Regions from separate parts of the Sus scrofa genome. Here all the other regions are linked to region 1. The links are chromatin contacts, called in public Hi-C, HiChIP or PLAC-seq and promoter capture Hi-C maps. All regions are on one chromosome and are shown on one strand. Each heading gives the region's core, a stretch centred on a gene start, on an enhancer-like site or on the middle of the called end of the contact. The rest is flanking DNA. Distances are from core to core; before and after follow the strand shown. Region 1 holds the start of IER2 (immediate early response gene 2 protein). Region 2 holds the start of GNG14. Region 3 holds the start of ASNA1 (ATPase ASNA1). Region 4 holds the start of MAN2B1 (lysosomal alpha-mannosidase).

Evidence for each region. Promoter capture Hi-C pulls out the DNA fragments that hold promoters and counts their contacts. Hi-C and Micro-C count contacts between places; a contact is called where the count stands out from the background. HiChIP or PLAC-seq counts read pairs in DNA pulled down with a chosen protein or histone mark.
Region 2: a promoter capture Hi-C map of liver shows a contact between it and region 1, with 2.5 times the contacts expected there. The contact joins the promoter of GNG14 here to the promoter of IER2 in region 1. A contact is called at or near these places in 1 of 5 promoter capture datasets (liver), 1 of 47 Hi-C or Micro-C datasets (liver) and 1 of 2 datasets of contacts at active chromatin or transcription factors (alveolar macrophages).
Region 3: a Hi-C map of liver shows a contact between it and region 1, with 5 times the contacts expected there. The contact joins the promoter of ASNA1 here to the promoter of IER2 in region 1. A contact is called at or near these places in 1 of 5 promoter capture datasets (liver), 2 of 47 Hi-C or Micro-C datasets (heart right ventricle and liver) and 1 of 2 datasets of contacts at active chromatin or transcription factors (alveolar macrophages).
Region 4: a contact with region 1 is called in an H3K27ac HiChIP or PLAC-seq map of alveolar macrophages. The contact joins the promoter of MAN2B1 here to the promoter of IER2 in region 1. A contact is called at or near these places in 1 of 47 Hi-C or Micro-C datasets (liver) and 1 of 2 datasets of contacts at active chromatin or transcription factors (alveolar macrophages).

What each region holds. Positions count from the first base shown.
Region 1 is chr2:65,910,217-65,913,752 of Sscrofa11.1, forward strand. It overlaps IER2 (immediate early response gene 2 protein), which reads right to left and starts at 2,275. Exons shown (of 1, transcript XM_003123342.4): 1 at 1-2,275. The coding sequence starts at 1,069. The coding sequence ends at 404.
Region 2 is chr2:66,301,605-66,304,706 of Sscrofa11.1, forward strand. It overlaps GNG14, which reads right to left and starts at 1,521. Exons shown (of 3, transcript XM_021083731.1): 1 at 1,398-1,521. The coding sequence starts at 1,481. DHPS (deoxyhypusine synthase) reads left to right here and starts at 1,771. Exons shown (of 9, transcript XM_003123318.5): 1 at 1,771-2,160; 2 at 2,765-2,929. The coding sequence starts at 1,954.
Region 3 is chr2:66,259,288-66,262,571 of Sscrofa11.1, forward strand. ASNA1 (ATPase ASNA1) reads right to left here and starts at 1,848. Exons shown (of 7, transcript XM_003123324.4): 1 at 1,498-1,848; 2 at 512-659. The coding sequence starts at 1,658. It overlaps C2H19orf43, which reads left to right and starts at 3,099. Exons shown (of 3, transcript XM_003123323.4): 1 at 3,099-3,284. The coding sequence starts at 3,166.
Region 4 is chr2:66,327,728-66,330,830 of Sscrofa11.1, forward strand. MAN2B1 (lysosomal alpha-mannosidase) reads left to right here and starts at 1,324. Exons shown (of 24, transcript XM_003123314.4): 1 at 1,324-1,551; 2 at 3,100-3,103. The coding sequence starts at 1,390. WDR83OS (WD repeat domain 83 opposite strand) reads left to right here. Exons shown (of 4, transcript NM_001001645.1): 4 at 1-268. It overlaps LOC100736972 (a long non-coding RNA gene), which reads right to left and starts at 1,284. Exons shown (of 6, transcript XR_002341622.1): 1 at 1,130-1,284; 2 at 854-927.

The DNA of each region.
Region 1 (3,536 bases), core at 1,025-3,524:
ACACCTACTATTGAAAAACCTTGAAAGGGCGGCATAGCCCCCGGTAAAAAATAAAGTCCAACCCTGAGGAATTTAAAGAACCAAGTCTCCCTTCTCCCAGTTCCAGAAGGAGAGGGTAAGGTCCACGTCACAGTCCATTAAAACAGCACCTGTGGGCGCGGCAGGTCTGCGGCAAGGCGCCCGCGCCCCCCGGCTCAGGCTCCTCGGTGCCGCGACTGCACACAGGTGGCGACGGCTCCCCGGGGGCAGAGTCCCTCTCAGGGCCTCTCGGCAGCCCGGGAGGTGGCTCCTTTCCACGGTTTCCGAGGGTGCTCCCGTAGGGGTGGGCCTCGCCTCGGGTCTGCGCACTCTGGCCGACGGTTCGGCCCGCGCTCTGGGCTCCGGTAGCGCCGCTCGAGGGCCCTCAGAAGGCCACCACGGCCCGCACCAGCACGTTCAGCATGTTATCAGCCGGGCGGCAAGCCGGCTTCGCCTCGCACGCCGGCGGCGCCGTCGGCGGGGCGGCGGGGCTGCAGTTCAGGAGGCCGGAGAAGCGCCTCTGCAGGACACGCGCCAAATTGGGGAAGGCGCCCTCCGTTTGCGCCGGAGGGGGCTGCAGGCGATTGAGGACCTCCGAAGGGGCCCCTTCCTCCTCTTCTTCTAGACGGGCTTTCTTACTCGGGACCAGTGCGGCGTCCCCACCGTCGCTCAGGCTGCTGCTTCGCCGCTTGCGGCTGACTTTGGCAGGGCGCGGGGCACAGGGGGCAGGGGTCTCCTCGATTCTCGGCGCCTCCTGCGTGTCCATGGGTTCCGGAGAGGGAGGCTCACCGTCGGGGAGCGCTGCATTGGCTGCGGCTTCCGCTTCTCGCGGTGGGTGTAGGCGAGGATCAGGGGAGCGGGCGGGTGGCAAGGGCACCTCAGGCTCGTGGGCTTCCACCTTTGCCGAAAGGTAGAGCTCCCGGGCGCTACGCATGACCAGCGACAGCTGCAGACTCCGGTGCAACCGTAGGCCACCGCGCTGCATGCGCGAATGGTACATCTTCCAAACGGACAGGGTCATAATGCGTTGCGCCTCTTTCTGCACTTCCATGACGACTCGACGGCGGGACCGAGGTTTGGCGGGGACTCTGGGCTGGGCAGGGGAGGTGGCAGGTGCACTCCAGACTATGCGTTCGTTCACGCCTCTCTCTGCGGAGATACCCACACTGAGAGACTAGTAGGACGCTCTGCCCGGCCGCCCGCCACCCGGGCCCTTTTGTACCCAGTGTGATGTCACGGAGACGCCCCGCCCAATCAGAGAGCCGCATCCGGGCTTTCCGCAGCGCAGCGGGGCTAGAGACTCCTTAAAGGGACAGGGTGGGATTTACCCTGAGATGAAAAGGGACCCGAACTTGTAGAGGGTGAGCGTTCCCCAGTCCAAGCTGACCTCTCCCGGCGGTATCCTTTCTCAGTGGCCCCAGTGCATCCTTGCGCAGGCCCAGTGTAGGGGGGCCGTAGGTGGGGCTCAGGGCCGACCCACGGGTTGCGTCTGTAGAGCCCAGCGAGCTGGCCTTAGCTTGTAAGTTTCCTTTCGCACCTGGGAAGACCCGGGTTCCAGCCGGTACATCCCCCGTGGGAACAGTGCCTAGCATCTACCAGTCTCTTAATTAACGTTTTTTTGTTGTTAATAACGATGCTAGCAACATTTATTAAGCACTTACTATGTGCCACGCGCTAAAGTCTTTCCTTTCATAAATATGTTATTGATCTCTCACCTCCACTCCGCGGAGGGTAGTTATATCTGATTTCTTCAGGTGGGGAAACCTAGACAAGAGTGATTCGTCCAATATTTGCTAAACAAATAAATGGGCTACTGCGGTGAAACGAGACCGTTTGGGCCTCCAGCCCTCTCCATTCCCCTCCGTATGGAAGCGGTAAGAAGGCGGGACACGCTGGTTGCGTTGCCTTAGAGCAAAGATGCCCACTCCACGGGCGGCGGATGTCTGCAGACACAAGTGCAGTCCAGGCTGCCATCTCTGCGCTCCGCAAGAATCACCCTCCCACTTCGTCTGTTTCCCTAGGCACGAAATCCACCGTGGGCGTGGAACTCGTAAGGCGGAGTACCCAGCCGCAACACAACCCGAGTGAGCACGTGGCTGTGGCCCCCCAAACGACGCAGCGGTGCTCCGCCTCTGCTCCCCAGGAGGCGGAGTTGGGGTAGAAGCTGAAAACTGAACAACTCAGAAATAGAGCAGATAGAAAACAGCCGCCCCACCTTCCGCTTCGCACTACAGTTCCAAGGAAACCTAATTCCAGTTACTCAGGAAAAAAAAAAAAAAAAAAAAAAAGCAATACGGTTCGAATAGTTCCATTCATTCGTGGTGCGGGCCCTTTAAGGGAAGGCTCCACCGCCCCCAACTCTTGCGCGAGCCTTCCCGCCAAGAGATCTGCTAGACTTCCACCACTAAATTTGGAAGTAATGACGTAGAGCGTGCGCGTGAGCCGCTTCCGGCTGCCCATATAAGGACAGGAACCCGGATCTCGATACGGGACAGCCACGGGCTTCTTCCGGGCGGGGGTGGTGCCTTAGCCTCCGGACACGCCCCCTCCGCTCTTTCTCTCCCGGCAGCTAGGGCTGGCTGGAGCCCCCGGTTTCCGGAGCGGCGTTCAGCCCGGCCCACAGAGAGGAAGGAGAAAGTTTCGCTTCCTTCCCTCCGGAGACCGGGAAGATGTGACGCCCCTCCAGAAAAGCCCCTGCTGGCGTGTAGGGGCTACCTCACTGTTCACTCTGACGCCGTATCCCAGAGATCTACACAAAGACCTTGCCAACTCAAGCAGCTACTCCCTGAGGACTCTCATTCTGGTCCCCTCCATGGAGATCCTGCCCCTCCCCTTAAAGTGATCCTCCTTTGCACCTCTGGATCACGCTCAGGTCCCCCATCTCCAACTCTGACACATGGGGGGGTCAATTATTCTCTCTTCTAAAAGACTTCTCCCAAAACCGCTCCCATTCAGCGATCCTGCCATATATTACTCGCTGAGAACGTCCTCATCCCCGCTCCCCCACACTCCCAATCCCACGAAACTCCACAACGACATCCCCCGCCCAGGCGCTGTCTCTGACACACAACAGGGGCGACCTTCTGAGGGTTTCTTAAGATAGCCCGCTCCAAGAATCAGGACCCCACTCGGGCAACGGTCCCCCCCACCAATAAAAAAAAAATGCTTTCTCGGAGACCCCACACATAAAGGTTCTGTCGCACAGGCGGCCACCCTGAGTCCCTCTCCAGACATTCCCTGGTCCCACTCCACGCGCAAAGGACTTCATTGCAGGCTATCTTCAGAGTTGCCCCCACCACACTCCCTCCCACGACCCCCAGGTCGCACCCAGAAAGATCCTACCCTCCAGAAGCATTTCCAGGGCCCCCATCCAGGGCCATCCTGCCCCGGGATGCTTCCCTCCTCCGCAGGAAAAAAAGAGGAGGGGTAAATCAAACAGAACTCGTCACAGAATGCCTGCAGTTCACCCTGGCCCCGCGGGAAGGTGGAGAGACCACCCATCCCCATACTGCTCCCCA
Region 2 (3,102 bases), core at 271-2,770, 390 kb after region 1:
AACGGAGAATGACGGTATCTGATTTTTGTTTAATGAGCTCTCTGGCAACAGCTGGGGATTGGACTGAAGGAGAAGCCCCACGTGGAGGCTGTGAGGATGAAGAAAAACACCTGGTAGAGTTCCCACTATGGTACAGGGGGTTAAGAACCTGACTGCAGTGACTCAGGTCATGGGTTCGATTCCCAGCCTGCTACAGTGGGTTAAAGGATCAGGCATTGGTGCAGCAGTGTCGTGGGTCACAGCTGCAGCTCAGATTCAGTCCCTGGCCTGGGAAATTCCATATGCAGCTGGTGCAGCCATTAAAAAAAAAAGAGAGAGAGAAAAAGAAAGCACCTGAATGTGAGATCTATTTTGTAGACAGAATTTGGCAGACATGCTGAGGGAGGGATGTGGGGTGTGAGAGGAGGGGATACATCAGGCTGAGCTCCCCGGGTTTTATTTTATTTTTCTTTATTTCTTTTGTCTTTTTAGGGCTGCACCTGTGGCATATGGAAGTTCCCAGGCTAGGGGTCCAACTGGAGCTGTAGCTGCCAGCCTATACCACAGCCACAGCAACCAGGATCTGAGGCACGTCTGTGACTTACACCGCAGCTCACAGCAACGCTGGATCCTTAACCCACTGAGCGAGGCCAGGGATCAAACCCGAGGCCAGGGATTGAACCCAAGACCTCGTGAATACTAGTTGGGTTCATTACTGCTAAGTCACAACGGGAACTCCTCAACTCCCCAGTTTTTAGTCTACTAGATGAATGGAGGATGGGGGTGCGGACTGCAGGAAAATTGGGGTTAGGCTGGGAGGGAACTAAGGTGGTGAGTTTGAGATCCAAGTGGGGACCATTTAGAAGGATGCTCTGTTCTTACTACTAAGCAGGCTCATTTTCAGCCTCAGGGTCTTTACAGTGGCTGTTTTCTCCCACTAGGAGGCGGCAGAGGAATGGCTTCCTCTCCTCCCCCATCTTCACGTATGGTGCCTGCCTTTCTCTTCTGACCTTGGCTCAAATGTCACCTTCTGGGAGTCCTTTTCCAACCACCTCTCCCTCCAAATAAAATCACCAACTCTTCCATTCACCTTCCACCCCAAAGACTCTCACATCAGCCTGTTTAAATCCTAAATTGTAGTTACCATTGTTATTACCCTTCTGGGTCCCCAAACCGGCGGTTCCAGAATGGCAGGATCTGCTTCTTGTTCACTGATAAATATGCAGCACCCAACACAAAGCCCAATGTACAGTTTAGACTCCATGAATTGTAGATAGAGTGATTAAAGGGGTCCCCTCTGGACAAGACTCTATGCATGGTTAGGAGGACCAATGAAACACAGATCTCACCCTCCAGGATCTCAGCCTTGCTGGAGGGAAAGAGATAATCAGCCTTGGATCCCAGAGGAGAGCCCTTACCCAGAGAAAGGTCAGGGAAGGATTCCCAGAAGTAGGGAAGGCTGCAGCTGCCGGGGGAAGGAATACCGGAGGGTTATGCAGCATGTGGAAATTCTGGAGACTTGCAAGACCCGAATAGGGACCAGTATCCCATTTGACGCTCAGAGGCAGAAACTGTCTGATACTTCTGGTGATTCGAATTCCGTCCAAAGGTGACGTCTATGAAGCCATCCTCTCTCTGAGAGGACAGAAACGAACGAGCAAGCGCCACCCAATGCGGTGAGTCTCCAGCAGGCGGCAGTGAAAGTAAGACTCTTCATCGATTTGCGACGAGAATAAGCGAAACAGGAGATAATGACTCCTTGCGGCTTCCGTACTACGGAATACACAAGCAAAGATGGCTGCGCCCTGGCCTTCGGTCGTCGTCGGGTCATGTGACTACAAAGCATCCGGGCCTCCCCAGCCTATCGCTCTCCTACGGAAGTGCGAGCCGGGACTTAGCGCATTTCGAGGCCACCGGAGGCCTGGCCTGGCCTGCCCTGGAGTAGCTCTGATTTGAGAGCGCGGCCGCGGGAGTATGGAGGGTCTCCCGGAGAGGGAGGCGCCTGCAGCGGCGCTGGCCGCAGTATTGAAGCACAGTTCGGCTCTGCCTTCCGAGAGCGCCCAGGTCCGGGGCTACGACTTCAACCGCGGTGTGGACTACCGCGCGCTGCTGGAGGCCTTCGGCACCACTGGTTTCCAGGCCACCAACTTCGGGCGCGCGGTACAGCAAGTCAACGCCATGGTGAGGCCTGGATAAGACTTCCTGGGTTGATGGCGCGTGGCCTCCAGTAGCATTTTGCAGTACTTGGGGGCGGGACTTTCCTGGAGGCGGTTGTCTTCTTCGTCCAGTAGTTGGAAAGAGGCGGGGACAGGAGTTTCTGCTTTGTGAAGGGGACATGCCGCATTGTCAATATTCTAGTACCTGGAATGGGTTGGTACTAATGCTGGATAGGGAGCGCGTTTTATGCAGCTTGTGAAAGTGATCTGAAATGGACAGATCCTGGGGCAAGACCTTGCAGCTGAAAGAGCAGTTGAAGGAGGACCTCAAGTAAGGGCAGAATCTGAGGTTGAATTTTCCCTTCCAGTTAGGAGAGGTGTCAGGCCCGCAAAAGGGATGCTCTCCACCTCCTCAAAAGGGGTAAAGCTTGAGTATGTGACTTCAGACTTGGGCTATGAACAGGATAGAGCCTGCACAGGGGTGTTCGTTCCTTGGTTCCAGGTAGAAATGGTGCCATATCCCAGAGTGGGCAGGGCCTGGAGGGAGGAGTCTGACTCTGAAATCCACCTGGGGTCCTTGGGCTGGAGTTTGGGGCCAGAGGTTAACTCGACTCTACCCTTCCATCTAGATAGAGAAGAAACTGGAGCCACTGTCTCAGGATGAAGACCAGCATGCAGACCTGACTCAGAGCCGCCGCCCACTCACCGGCTGCACCATTTTTCTGGGCTACACATCCAATCTCATCAGTTCAGGCATTCGTGAGACCATCCGTTACCTCGTGCAGCACAACATGGTGGGGACCTGGTGGTGTTGTGGCTTTGACCTCTCTGGGTCTAAGGGGGCAATAAAATTATTGGTCCTTTAAGTGAGATAGGGAGATATGGGTCAGTTTTGTTTTGCATCAGAGCTCCCCGCAGGGGTCACTGGATGAGAATTGGGGGTTAGGAGACCTGCCTGGGATGAGGG
Region 3 (3,284 bases), core at 598-3,097, 350 kb after region 1:
CAATGCCAGATCTGAGCCACATCTGTGACCTACATCACAGTTCACAGCAACACCAAATCCTTAACCCACTGAGCGAGGCCAGGGATCAAACTTACATCTTCATGGATACTAGTTGGATTCTTAATCTGCAATGGGAACTCCCTACAAGGAACTTTTTGAAAAACTAATTTGGCATTGACATTACTCTGCTTAAAACAAAGAGCTTCCCATTAAACTTGGAATCAAAGCTGACCTGTTTCCAGGGGCCTACAAGGTCCATGTAGCCCTCACTGATGTCTCTCTCCTGACTCCTTACTCATTAAGCTCCAGTCACTCTGGTCTCCCTTTGCACCAGAAGCATTCCTCAGTCATTCCCCTATGGGTATGTTGAGGGGGTGAAAGTGGAGAGACAGAGGATGGAGAATGGGTGGACATGGTAACTGCTGATGGATGTTGTTCACAAGGGAAAAGCCTGAAGGTGCCTTTGCCAGAGTTGGGACAGAGCGTTAGGACTGAATCCTGGTACACTTACCATGGCGAAGAGGTTGTCATAGCCTTTGACCTTGGTAGGCACCTTGGAGAACTTCTGGTCAAATGCATCAGAGATGTTGTGGGCTGGGTCTGTAGAGATGATCAGAACACTCTCCCGCCCTTTGGAGAGCTGGACTGCTAGGCTGCAGCTGGGCAAGGGAAAGGCCAAAAGGTATGGATTGAAGAATCAGCCTCTGCTTTCCCTAGGTCTGCAAGAGGACATGAAGGGGCCCAGGAGCAGGGGACCTGGATCAGCAAGGACCTTGAGAGGAGAGTATGGATAACTGTGGGAGCAAGCCTCAATCCTTGTAGAGGGACCTTCTCAGACATCTCTCACAGACCCCTCTAGCTGGTTAGAGTAGCAAGGTTCTAATGAATGTCGGTCTGGCCTGATGCTTACTTCTTTACTAGCAAAGTGGCATGTCCAGCTGTCTAGCCAGTATAGCTCGACTCTCTGCCCCTTTCGACAACGCTAAGCTAAGGGATCCTTCGCGTCTTCGGCTAAACTCTATGGTTCAACTCACTTTTCCCAGGTACTCTATCCGAGGGACCCCTCTCCCTCCTCCCAGATGACTGGGATAGCCTGATCATATGCCCTCTCCCAGCCTTCCACCTCCACTCCCACGTTGGCATATAATGGCAAGGTTCACCAGACTAGTGGGTTCACCTGGTGCCCCTCGCCCTACCCTGAGGTCAATCTGGTACAGTCCAGCTGACTGAGACATCTAAGTGCGCTCCGGGCCCCCAGTGCGCTGGATCAAATGTGGTTCAGCCCTTGAACTCCAGCAGATTGTACGATTCAGAAGATGCGGACCTACATTCAGGAGGTATCTTCCACTTACTCCACGTAATTTCCGGAGAGTACAACCCTGAAGACCCCGGGCCAGCCTTCTAGCCATGTTGGTTGTGGAAGACCGGCCCATAGCCTCCCCTTTAACCGGTGGTACATCCCACCCGTTTTCTCGGCCCCCGCCGCAGCCTCCTTACCTGCAGGTGGTCTTGCCAACGCCACCCTTGCCCCCAACGAAGATCCACTTAAGGCTACGCTGCTCGATGATGTTGCTAAGCGTGGGCTCCAGCGGCTCCACATCAGGGGCATCCTCGAACTCCTCTGCCTCAACCCCCCACCCGGCCACCCCTGCCGCCATCTTGGACCCGGCTCACGTGATCAAGCGGAGCGAACTATGCAAAGCACCTACAGGGGAAATTTCCTATCATATCCCGTCACGGCTAGAAGCGTGAATTAATTTTCTCATGATCTGACTTTTAGGTGATAATAGAAGCTATATTTCCATATTATCCCCTTCCAAGGTTCACCTTGTCAACCTCTTGTCTATATTTTTTCAAAGACTCCCCCTGCCTAATTAACATATTGGTACCTTCCAGGTCACTCCCCTTCACTGATTGGGCCCTACGTCTTGCCACACTCCTTCCATTGGCTTCATCTTTTCTTATTTTCACCAATCACTCTCACGTCCCTGTAGCGGCCGACCTCCCCTTAGCAACCAGCCAAACACACGGTCCATGCCCTTTCCAAGAAGTTTGATCCGAGGTCCATTCCTACCTGACTCCATAGGCTCAACTTCATGTCGATCATTTCCCCCTATTTTCCAAATCTGGTCCCAACACCGCCTCAGGTCTGTCTCTTCTGTTACCTAACTGGCAACTGGCTGGGAGCCATTGAGCTCCTGACGCGAACCAATCATAGACGAACCGATTAGCTATCTTGAGATAGGTCCTCGGGGTGCCAGTGGTTAGAGGCAGAACAACTCCAGTTATGGGCGAAAGCCACAGATCCTTGTCCATTGAGCCCTGAGCCCCACGCAGGGCAGGGCCAACATTTGCAACCTCGCTCTTTGTCGTAGAAGGGGTCTGTTCTCGAAAACCTCCTTCCACTTTGCTCCCTATTCGAGGGGAGTCTGCAGTTCAGCCAATTATCTTTTTGAACCTCTGCCCCAGGAATACATGCTCGGTTCCAGGCCGTTGGAGGACACTCTACCTTAGATAGGGACTGCAGTCTAGAAATATCCGCGGCTTCACCTAAGTACTCTAGCGCATACAATAATACCCTGACTTTCAGATGAGGACCCCAGTTCCTTCGAGCAAGCGGTGTCTCTATTCCCAAATGAAAGCTCCATTTCAGAAGACAGGTACCCAACCCAGAGACGCCTCCATTTCTATTCTGGGGGCCCAGACTAGATGTACCCCCGAGATCTAGTTAGGGACCCAGGTTCCGAAGATTCAGCTGAACACACAGCCTCAGATGAAGTCCTTCCCCACGTTGAGATTTTCTCTGGTGCCAGAAAAGCGAATATGCCCCCAAGTCCCAGGCGGGAACCTCACTCCGAGAGCCAGCTATCGCCGTAGGCTTAGACGATAGCCTTATTTCGGGGGAGACCATGTCTGCGTAACGCTCGCGGAAGTTTAGTTGGGTTACTATAATCCGCTAGGCAGGGCGATGTATCTGTCTGCTGGTGCGCGGCTTCAAGCTTTACTCCTCTTTCGCCCCGCCCCGCGTGCCCCGCCCCCACTGCGGACGCTAGAGGACTAGACGGGTCTTCCCAGCATGCATTGCTCGGGACGAGGCAAGTCGGGCGCCAAGCGCGGGGTCGGAGCGGCCTTCCCGGAGTCCTTTGCGCGGCACCTGGCGACAAAATGGCTGCCCGAGGGAGACGGGCGGAGCCTCCGGGCCGGGAGGCGCCGGGCCCCGCGGGCGGTGGCGGCGGCGGGAGCCGATGGGCTGAGTCGGGGCCCGGGACGTCGCCCGAGAGCGG
Region 4 (3,103 bases), core at 74-2,573, 420 kb after region 1:
CCTAGGCCTGGGCCTTGGCTACTCAGTCTCTGGCCCTCAACTGCAGTCCTGGGCTTCTCTGGGTGAGGTAGTCTCAGGGCCAGCAGGTGGATGGAGGGAACTTGGCTCTGTCCCTGGGATCCCACTTCTGCTGAGGCAGCGAGGGGAATTGCATAGGCCAACCCACTCCTGCCTGCCTTCCCCACCCTGCCTGCTGCTGGGGGAGGTGCTGTCCATGTTTCCAATCATTTTCATGTTGAAACCAGTTAATAAAGTTTTGCATTCTGGATGTTCTCTGTGACCTCACTCTCCGGTGCATTGTGGGTGCTTGTCTTAGCAGGGGGAAGGGCTCCAGTTCTTCCACTCTGTCAGACCTTGGGTGGGAGCCTTAGTTTGGAGACTTCAGGGTAGTTTTCTTATTTCACACGCCTCCAGCCCTAAGTCCCCTGCCAGAGACAGAACAGTGATCTTTGCCCTCTGGCAGCAGGGCTAATCTGAGGAATCTGGGCTTTGGTTTTCTTTCTTTTTTCTTTTTTTTTTTGCCTTTTCTAGGGTAGCTTCCTGCTGCATATGGAGGTTCCCAGGCTGGGGTCTAATCGGAGCTGTAGCTTCCAGTCTACGCCATAGCCACAGCAATGCGGGATCCAAGCCGCGTCTGCGACCACAGCTCACAGCAACACCGGATCCTTAACCCACTGGGCAAGGCCAGGGATCGAACCTGCAACCTCCTGGTTCCTAGTCGGATTTGTTAACCACTGCGCCACAATGGGAACTCCTGGGCTTTGGTTTTCTTATCAGGGGAATGGGGGTACTGTAAGCAAGTCAGATGTACTGGTAGGGACCAGGGAAGGCAAGAAAAACCGTTTTCCCTTACCTGTGAAGTTCTCACTCTCCTCTCCAGAGGACATCCGTGTCTCTCCCAAGGCTGGATGCCACCCCTCCCCAGCGCTGTAAGAGGCAATTCCTTTACTCAATGTCTCAATCCGTAGGACAGAAAAGGGCACCCATTAACCTCTGCTCCTGGCCAAGCTAGGTTCCTGGCGGACCCTAGCCCTGAAGGTCAACGGCATACCCTAGGATTCTACGCACATATTTTACTTCCAAGGCAAACCCCAGCACCCGTAGGAAAATCTGAGACCCCTGCTCCTACCTCCAAGGAAGCAGCTAGACTAAAACATTTTCTGAGGAAACCAGCGCCGGGAGGGGCTACACACACCCAGGGCCTCGCTGTACTCCTAGGCCCCCAGGGTACCCAGAGCTACTATCTCCGTCTCGTGACTCTCTAGGCCACACCCTAGCCCCGCCCTCGCTGGCACCCATTGGTCAAGCCGAATCCTGGGGGCGGGGCCTTTGCTGAGCCTAGGCCCGGCACGGGAAACCCCTGGAGGCAGTGGCGGCCGCAGCAGAGCCATGGTTGCCGAGGCGCGGTTTTGGGGGGTCCGCGCTGGTGGCGGCCAGGACGAGGCGGGGTCCCGGAAGCGCTCCGGCGCGCTGCAGCCACCGCTCCCGCCTTTCTCCTTCCTTTTTTTGTTGTTGCTGGCGGCGCACGGCGTTTGGGCCGCCGGATACCAGGTGAGCGTGGGCCCGCGAGCGGAAATGTCCTTCAACTTCCAGAGTGAAGCTCCCAGTAGGATTCGGGTCTGTGGGTGGCTCAGTTCTGTGGTGACTAGTGACTGGTTGCTAATATGACAGCATGGTCTGAGCATATGCTTGGTGTCATTGAGAGGTCTGGCTGTGTGTGTCTGAGAATGGCGCTGTCTGTATCTGCCTCCCTTGCTTCTGCGGGTTGGCTTACCTGGACTCTGCATACATTTACCGTTGCTGAAGATTGGCCTCTGTCCACCGTTGCCTAATAGAAACTCAGAGACAGAGTTTTGGGTGAAGGAGAAAAAAAATAGCTTTATTGCTTTGCCAGGCAAAGGAGGGTCACAGCAGGCTAATACCCTAAAGACTGTGCCCTCCCAATGCCATTGGAAAGAATTGCTAGGAGTTTTATAGTAAAAAGAAGGAAGACAGATTTTCAAATAGGAATCAAGGATTGGAACAAACATGCATTCTTCTTTCTTTGGGGGGGATCTTAGTCTTCAAAGCTGGAGTCAGGAGATATCAGCATGATCACAATGGTGGTCTTCTGGGTTGTCGCCTAGAAAAACAGTACTTGGGAAAAGGGTATATTGATCAGAGATTAGAACAAACTAGGGAAGTTCCTGAAAAAAAATCATGTGCTAATAATATTTAATCCACAGGCAATTGTGCTCAGGACGCTTAATCTTTAGTTTACCTGTGACTGTTTAGGGTGCAGTTAAGCCAGGGAGAAGGACAAGGAAAGACTCTAAGCTGTTCAATTTTAAAGTGTTCATTTCTAAAAGAAGCATAAGTAATATAACTTTTCTCTTAAGCGTATAAGATGCCTATATTATTATGTGTATCCCTTGAGAGGGAACCAGGATCCTGTCCCAAGGCTGTACTATTTTTTCTTGACTGTTCCTCCCTTGTCTTTGTATCTCCTTGCTTCCCTGTTCGGCAACTGTCTGAACCTCCCTGGTAACTCAGGGAGGGTTATGGAAGCTGAATGAGGCTAATTTCTTAAGAACAAGAAATGGGGGGCACAGAAAGGCTTTTGTGCCCAAGAGCCCCACAAGGCCCTGCTCAGTTACATTACCTGTGTGATTGGGTGTGAGCCAGCTACTAGCTATGTGTGTGGCCTGGGGGCTTGTTGAGAGCTGGGAGTCTGCCTGAAATTGCAGTCTGGCTCTTTCACTTCCTGGCTACATGACCTTACCCAAACACTTACCCTCTCTGATCCTCAGTGTCTGAAAACAGGAAATATTGTCCCCGAACCCCAGGGTGGCTGCTTGGTATTTGCAAATGTTTAAGAAACATTACCTACTACTATTTCTCCAGGGTGTGAATGAGAGGTGCTCTAAGAAATGGTGCCATTGGGAGTTGCATCTGTGACATAATTATGTGTCCTTCCTGGGAGGGCCTGGACCCACTTCAGTCTCTTGCCTCTAAATCAAGACTTACCTTGTGTCCTCTCCAACCCCCCACTGCAGCCTGCCTCTTAACCTTGGGGTTACTGACAAAGTATATGAGAGTGTGTTTGGGGTCCCTATGCAGACAT